2 separate regions of the Mus musculus genome follow, and region 1 is linked to region 2. The links are chromatin contacts, called in public promoter capture Hi-C maps. All regions are on one chromosome and are shown on one strand. The core of a region is the stretch at or near the end of the contact, and the rest is flanking DNA. Distances in the headings are between cores, read along the strand shown.

The links. Capture Hi-C pulls out chosen DNA fragments and counts their contacts.
Region 1: a promoter capture Hi-C map of liver shows a contact between it and region 2. The contact joins two enhancer-like sites. A contact is called at or near these places in 26 of 484 Hi-C or Micro-C datasets (the AML12 cell line, CD4 T cells, CD8 T cells and 15 more), 5 of 115 datasets of contacts at active chromatin or transcription factors (CD8 T cells, the HPC-7 cell line, embryonic stem cells and 1 more) and 4 of 9 other capture datasets (adipose tissue, embryonic stem cells, liver and 1 more).

What each region holds. Positions count from the first base shown.
Region 1 is chr16:91,826,928-91,830,640 of GRCm38.p6, forward strand. It overlaps Itsn1 (intersectin 1 (SH3 domain protein 1A)), which reads left to right. Exons shown (of 39, transcript NM_010587.2): 15 at 934-1,021; 16 at 1,267-1,406. Among named protein-coding and RNA genes, the nearest start is that of Gm52262, 75 kb to the right of the region's middle. Within about 2 kb of position 1,389, at least 36 of the 459 cell types and tissues checked have an H3K27ac peak or open chromatin away from gene starts, as enhancers often do. A contact at or near this core is called in heart atrium and liver, where this site is marked.
Region 2 is chr16:91,784,918-91,788,705 of GRCm38.p6, forward strand. It overlaps Itsn1 (intersectin 1 (SH3 domain protein 1A)), which reads left to right. Exons shown (of 39, transcript NM_010587.2): 4 at 371-434. Among named protein-coding and RNA genes, the nearest start is that of Itsn1, 57 kb to the left of the region's middle. Within about 2 kb of position 1,709, at least 22 of the 459 cell types and tissues checked have an H3K27ac peak or open chromatin away from gene starts, as enhancers often do. A contact at or near this core is called in heart atrium and liver, where this site is marked.

The DNA of each region.
Region 1 (3,713 bases), core at 139-2,638, 42 kb after region 2:
CCTTTCCATGGGGGACATCTCAGTGGGTGGAAAATGGCGCAGGTTCCTCCTGATGGGGCTTGAAAGCACTGAGTAGGCTTTGCTTTCCAGGACAAAGGTCTGCTGTGTGTTTTGTTTTGTGAAAGTCTGCTGTGGGTCACTCAGAGGCCTAAGAGGTCCCTGAATCCCTCTATTGAGTTAACCTCCTACCGTGCAGGCCTAGCACAGTTCATTCTGCAAATGCCAATGTGTGTCTACAAGTGGGTGCCAGAGAGACTGGATCTGGGCCTCTACAGGAAATTCTTAAGGCATTTTATTTTCTCACAAGAGTCATTTTTCCCCACTAAGGTAAAAATAAATGTCAAGTAAGCCAGCAAGGCTGCCAGTTTACTAAAGTGACTACCAGATCATTACAGCTGAAAGTCAACAAATACTGTGCTTGGCACATTACCACAGAAATTCCAAATAGTCTCCCTTATGTAGTTTGGTTTCAACTTTTTTCTGTGCTAAATTAAAAAGGGGGGAGGACAGAAAAAGAGGGTAATTCAGGACTCTTAAGTTTAAAATTCCTTTGTGATGGCAAAACATGAGTAGCATTTAGGATTCTAGATGTGACAAATGTCCTTCTGAGTTGTGTGTCTAACGTTAGGCATGCAGTCAGCCTCGGTTGAAGCTAGTGAGTGCCACATGCAGAGCAGAGCCAGCTGAGGCTGACCCCCACCTGACCCCACCATGCTAACCTGCAGCCAGCTTGTGGCCTTTGTGCTGCATCTCTGCAGTTAAGAGAGTGGGAGTTTCTTTCATTTCATGTATGTCACACCCACCCTCGTAAGCAGAACCAAAGGCGTGGCGGGGCAATGTGCAAAAGATGCAGGTGAGGTGGGAAGTGACAGGGAAGGACCCTGGGATCTCAGGGTCACTCACTCACCTGCTGTTTCCTTCCCTCTCCCCTAGGAATCTCAGCAAATGCTTGGAAGACTTATTCCAGAGAAACAGATACTCAGTGACCAGTTAAAACAAGTCCAGCAGAACAGTTTGCATAGTAGGTGTCTTATTGATTTGCATGTTTTGTTTGTTCTGTTGGTACACATCCCGAATGCTGGAAGAGGTGACTTTTGTTCAGGCATTTGTTTTATCCCTGAGTAGTGCTCCCCTCCTCCCTCCCTCCCTCCGTCCCTCCCTCCCCACCCCCCTTATCAGCAAGAATTCCCTTCATAAACATGAAAGTTGACCATGTTCCACACTGTTAGCTAAAGTTCTCCTAACTTGTGTCCTCTTCTGAAATAGGAGACTCGCTTCTTACCCTCAAAAGAGCCTTGGAAGCAAAGGAGCTGGCCCGGCAGCAGCTCCGGGAGCAGCTGGACGAGGTGGAGAGAGAGACCAGGTCAAAGCTGCAGGAGATTGATGTTTTCAACAACCAGCTGAAGGTGACTCCTGGGTGCTGGGCCGCCTCCCCTTTGCTTGGCTTGTGAGCAGTGGTTCAGGGCCTCTGTGTGAAGGCTGTCGTGGTGCCCGCTGCCCCTCCAGTTGTGCTTGCTTTCTCTGAGGTCTGTAAGGTAGCCTGTGTTAGGGCCCTGCCCCTGCCCCTGCCCACCTTTCACACCTTTCTTTTTTTTGCCTATTTATAAACATGTCACATCCAAAGCCAGGCCCAACGTGCTCTCTTCTCTGTGTTCACTGAGGGTTACCCAGGTGCTTTTCTGTTTTAACTGAAATTTCCCTGCCACTCCAGTGATCGTCTGGAGTATGACCTGTCTTATCTCCCTCACTTTAAATGCCTTTCAGCTGAATTAGTTCATGGGGTCATGGCTCTGTCTCTGGCACAGCTGGTGATGGCTTTGTCACCCTGCACAGTAATTCAGGAAAACCACACACACAAGCCTCTTTCTGTATGGTGTTCCATTGTTTTAATCACGTTAACTCAGGCTTGCCATAGTGGCACACACCTTAAATCCCAGCGCCTGGTAGGCTGAAGCAGGCCGACCTCTGAGTCAGGGGCAGCTGAGGCTGCATAATGAGATCCTTTTCAGAAGTAAACGGCTGACTGACTGACTGACTGACTGACTGACTGACAACATAGATAAATAGGTAGTTAGATGAGACAGTGGATAGTTCATTGCATTCCAAAAATATTCACTTTAGTTTTCTAACCTTAAAATTCCTTATAATTTACTATGTATGGCCCATTTAGCCCCTAATACTCAGAAATAAAACTAAAACCTTTACTACTAAAAGAAAATTTTAAACTAGAAAGTATAGTTGAGGGTTTTTTTTTTGTTGCCCTTTGGATTAAGAGTCCATGCCAGATTGTCTAGACATCCAAGTTAAAGTATTTGTGCAGTTCTTTCAGCATTGAGGAGTGAACTTGCTCAATTGTACAATTCCAGGAAAGTACTCTCCCTTAGGGGAGTGCTGTGTAGCCGACGTGTGTTTCATTTCACATTGCTTTCCTGTTTGTGTGTGTGTGTGTGCGTGTGTGTGTGTGTCGTATCAGTATGGGAGGTGCCTCTTTGAGTTCTCTATCCCCAGTACAATAAAAGCTGTTCTCGCTTGCTCTCACTGTAACTTACTGCTGTATTAAGCAGAAAGGATTTAACATGGGGACAGTCTCACAGAGTCTCCAGGTAGTGGGTAGTGCCTGGATGTAAACCTTTGAGGACCGTCAGCTTCGGAACACAGGAGAAGCACAGCGTTTGCCTTAATGATTGCTTTTCTACCAGTTTGGCCTAAGACTCGGTTCAGATGCTAGGGAAAGATGCTCAGGCAAAGGCTTGTGACTGACACTCAGATCTGTGGGCTAGAGATGTTAGTGCTCGTAGCTGTTGCCATTGCTGCAGAGAGCACCATCAGATGGACTGAGTCGCGGTCTTGTGACTCTGTGTGTGTGTGTGTGTGTGTGTGTGTGTGTGTGTGTGTGTGTGTGTGTGTGACGCTGCTGCGTGTGGTGTCAGAAGTTCTTAGCTTTCCCCACACACACTGGCCCTTTCCCAAATAGGCTTATTTTGAAATTATAACATTTCTTTTTGCCTTCTACATTCTTATTTTGACTTCTTATTATCAGTAAAGTTCATATGGCAAATGCAAATCATAGCTGTGTTGTTGATCCTTTAACGTCCATTCACGGGGGTCCACTGAAGGGGCTGTGTTGACTGAGGTTTTTTTGTTTCTGGAATTCCTCTGAAATCTGCGGAAACCAAAAAAGAAATGAGACAACTGAGAGACTGCGTTAGCATTTAGTTTCTCTGTGATCTCCTGCTGTTTCTCTTTATGTCCACCACGCTGGAAAATACAAAGCGGTTTTCCCCTGACTTTAGAGCATGTGTTCAATAGCAAGCAAAATTTCTGTAGGAACTAGACCAGAAGGAGCCTCGGCCTGACCCTTGGCGTTTCTGCAGCAGACAGCAGTGCTTCCGGGGCATCTGCACAAATGCTGTAAGATGCACTCCTCCCGTTCCCAGAGAGGTGCCGTGCCGGCGCGGTCACCCACGGGTGCACAGCTGCTCTTTTCTCAAAGGCCCCGGCAGTAAGTCAGGGTTCAGCAGATTCATTTCATGTTCGTGGAGGTTATGCACTCCCAGGCAAGAAGACAGAGCTGTTGGCCGGCCTTAGCTGCTAACAACACTTTAAGGAGAGTTGCCTGGGACGCCACGCCCACGTGAAGCAGCTGACTGTGGGCGTGCATGGATCCGGTGAGGATCGCTGCCCCGTGTCACTCGCCGGCCTCACCGCACTAC
Region 2 (3,788 bases), core at 459-2,958:
AGCTTGGTTTTGGCTCATGGTTTCAGTTCTCGACAATTGTCTATGTCTTTTAAAATCTCGACTCTTCTCAGTAGCATCAGGCCTGGGGTAGAGCTCTAAACTGCACCTTAGAAGTTGATCTGGTACCCAAGCTGTTGCAGTAGTGCTGGGTAGCTCACCTTGTTAAACCGCAGCTTAAAGTGGACGGTCATCCCAGCAAAGACCCAGGCCCTTTCAAGTGCTGAGTCAGAGGCCCTTGGCCTTTCCTGTGGGGTCAGTGGTGTTTATAGCATAGCCACCTCTTAAATAATGATGTGGTTCTGATGTACAGGGATTTCTGTCGCCTCCTGCAGTTCTGTTTTTCCTGAAACCTTTCCCACTTACTTTACAGGTGATCAAGCGAGGAACTTTTTTTTCCAATCTGGGTTACCTCAGCCTGTCTTAGCACAAATATGGTAAGTTGGAATTTTACATAAGCAGACTATAAAGCAAAGCCCTGTTCTGTTCTATTTATTTGGAAGTTTGGTTTCTTCGGTAGAAAGAGAGCATGCAGGTCTAGCCTAGGGCAAACATTAAGTGGCAGTGCAGAAGTTAAATTGTAACTGAAATATCTGAATTTGAGGAGTTTCCTACTAATTTGTTTTGGCTTCATGTGTATCATTCAGTTAATTTGAATGTCCCCGTTTCTTCTCTCTAATGGAACTATTCCTTATCTTTCATTGTGTGAGAATTGGTACAGTGTGTACTTGATCAATGCTGTGTTGACTGTTGTCACAAATAGGAGTTTGGCCACAATCTCGAGTAAAACAGGCTGTCAGATACGGTTTTGGGTTTTAGGTTCCCAACTTTGGGAGGCAGTGCTGAATTCTACTGATCTGAAAGAAGTCACATTTTTCTCTGTGTTGCTTCCACCAGGACTGTGTGACTCCATCTCCTGGGTGAGTGGGTGTTATGGAGGCTGCTAGCAGTAAATAAAAGCACGGAATGTGTAGTCCTGGCCAAAGCACTTCCTGTCTGTGTGACTGGGAACCAAAGCACTTCCTGTCTGTGTGACAGGGAACATATATTTGCACTTTTTTGATTTCGGTATTTAATCATAATAATTGGCATTTGTGGGTTTTGTTTTTGTTTGTTTGTTTTTGAGTTTTTCGAGACAGGTTTCTCTGTGTAGCCCTGGCTGTCCTGGAACTCACTTTGTAGACCATGCTGGCCTCGAACTCAGAAATCCACCTGCCTCTGCCTCCCAAGTACTGGAACTAAAAGCATGCACCACCACGTCCGGCTGGGTGTTTTTGTTTTTTAAATAAAATTGAGTGGATTAGCAAACAAATTATACATGAAGGACATAGGTGTGGGTTGACACTTATTCAATAAGCCAGCAAACAAACCCCAGGAAGGTAGGGCTTAGCATCAGAGATGGCCCTTCCACATGACTAGGCTTTCCAGCTGAGTACTTGTCCCCTGAGTGACCAACACACGGACACCGGAAAGGCTGACATACCACCTGTGGCTTTCCGACTCCAGACCTCAGCATGCACAGTTCCTAAGTGCCAACATTACATAAAATCATGTTCTGGAAAAGTAAAGCTTACACTGGAAACAGCACGCTCGTGCACATGATACACATGTGTGCACACATACACACACGCACACTGTTGTGACACATACTCAGAATAACGTCCGAGTCCCATGCTGGACTGGGCTGTCTGCCATCTTTCTGTCTGTCAGGCCTTTTGCCAGCCAGTCTTTGTCTTCCTTCCACAAGTGAGCTCGCTTCTGTGACACTGTTGCAGTTGTAACTGCTGGTCGATTAGAGAGAGAGGAAGCCCATGAGCAGGGAGTTCACGACAAGCAGGTGCTGGGGCTGTGCCAGCTCAGGTGTGTGTCTGAATCAAGGCCCTTGTGTGAACCCGATTGCTTCGTAGCAGGCTTCTCTTGGGCTACAGCCTGGTGTGTTGTGCTCTTTCTCTGCAGTAAGGCTGTTTCTAGAGCCTGCCTTCCAGAGTCCACTGACTTTTGCTTAGCCGATGATACAACCAAGTTCCGAGGTCTCATTTGTGAAGAATTTTAGCACTAGGCATGCTAGCGCTGGGCTGTAGTTCTGACACTTGGGAGACAGATCAGGGGTCCTGAGGTAGAGGCCATGTGAGCTACAGCTGTGACCCTATCCCAAGGGAAGAAAACACAAAATACCAGAAAACGTTGTTGCTGGGGATTGGATGCATGCTGCACACATAAGTACTCACATGTGCCCCTCGTACCCATCCCACACCTTTCAAATTTTTATTTCGATGCAGAGTCCTGCTTACATCACCTACAATTTCCTTGAATTTTAGTCTTTCTTCCTCAGCCTCCAAAGTAGCAGAGGTTATAGGGCTTGCTCTGTCTGCTCTGTTCTCTTCCTCTCAACACCAGTGTGAAGAGGAAATAATTCTAAGCATTTCAGTTGCCTTCCCGCTCCTTTCTGAGAGGGATTTCTAGGAGCTGTGTCATTTGGCCATTGTTATAGGCTGGCATTAAACACTCTGACCTGACTCCTTCAGAGAACTGAGCTTTCCGTAGTCACAGTCTTCACTGGAAATCCGGTCGGGGCACAAGCAGTCCTTAAACACCAATAGTTATAGATCAAGAGTCCTGAAGCCAGTTACCTGGAATGCCCTTTTCTGCTCATCTCTGTATATCCAGAGCTAAAATGAGCTCTGCAGCCAAGAACAGGCAGGAAAGAGTGGGACAGGACAGTTAGCTGCTGCAGAAGCAGAACTCTGTCCCTCCTCAGCCCCCTGCCACAGGGGTGGCCTGTGTCAGAGCCCATCCGAATCCTCTCTGTAATGACAAGCACACTCTGGCCTGGGGACAGGACTGTGAGACTGGGAAGCTGCCCTTCATTGTAGCTTTAAAATTTCGGCTTGAGAAGCTGAACTCCTGGCCATGTTACTCAGTAAAGGTACTGGAGCTGGGTCTTGGAGGCAGCTTACACAGTAGCCCGAGGTCTTACCACCAGCTCTCCTGGTCATGAAATCTCAAACTGCTTTTCAGAGATGATCTGAATTTCAGTTCCTAGCACCCATGTTGATTGTTCTCAACAGCCTATAGTTCTAGCTCCAAGGGATCTGACACCTCTGGCCTCCAAGGACACTGGTGTTTATGACCATGCTTAGATGCATACCCACAATTGAAAATAAAATATATCTGTTTATATTCACAGCACTTTGAAGGTAGAAAAACAGGGAGAGCCAGAGTTTTAAGGCCAGCCTGTGCTACATGAGGTCAGCTTCAAAAATGAACCCCGCCCCTTAGGAAACAAACATACATTTAAAACTCTCCATTAAGGAGATGAAGAGATGGCTCAATGTTTAAGAGCACTCTGCTTTTTTAAGAGGTCCTGGGTTCAATTCCCAGCACCAACATGATGGCTCACAACTGTTTGTAACTCCATTTCCAAAGGATGAAATGCCCTGTTCTGGCCTCTAAAGGCAGCAACCGTGTACATGCATATATACATGCAGCCAAATACCCATACACATAAAACCAATTAGTAAGTTAATTAAGACTCATTGAGACAAAATCCAAAGCTGTCACCAAATGTCCAAGTCCAGTATGATCCTGCTTTTGCTTTGTCTCGTTTCCTCTTTGCTGTCATCTCGGCCCTCTTGTCTACAGCATCCACTCCAGAAGCTAACTCTCTGTTCCTCACCAGGGCAGGTCTCCCCTTGTTTCAGGACCACTGGATTGCTGTTTCTCCTTCCTGCAGTTGCAGAACCCACATAGCTGCTCACTGTCTTGCTGGTTTCAGTTTGTCATCCTGCAAA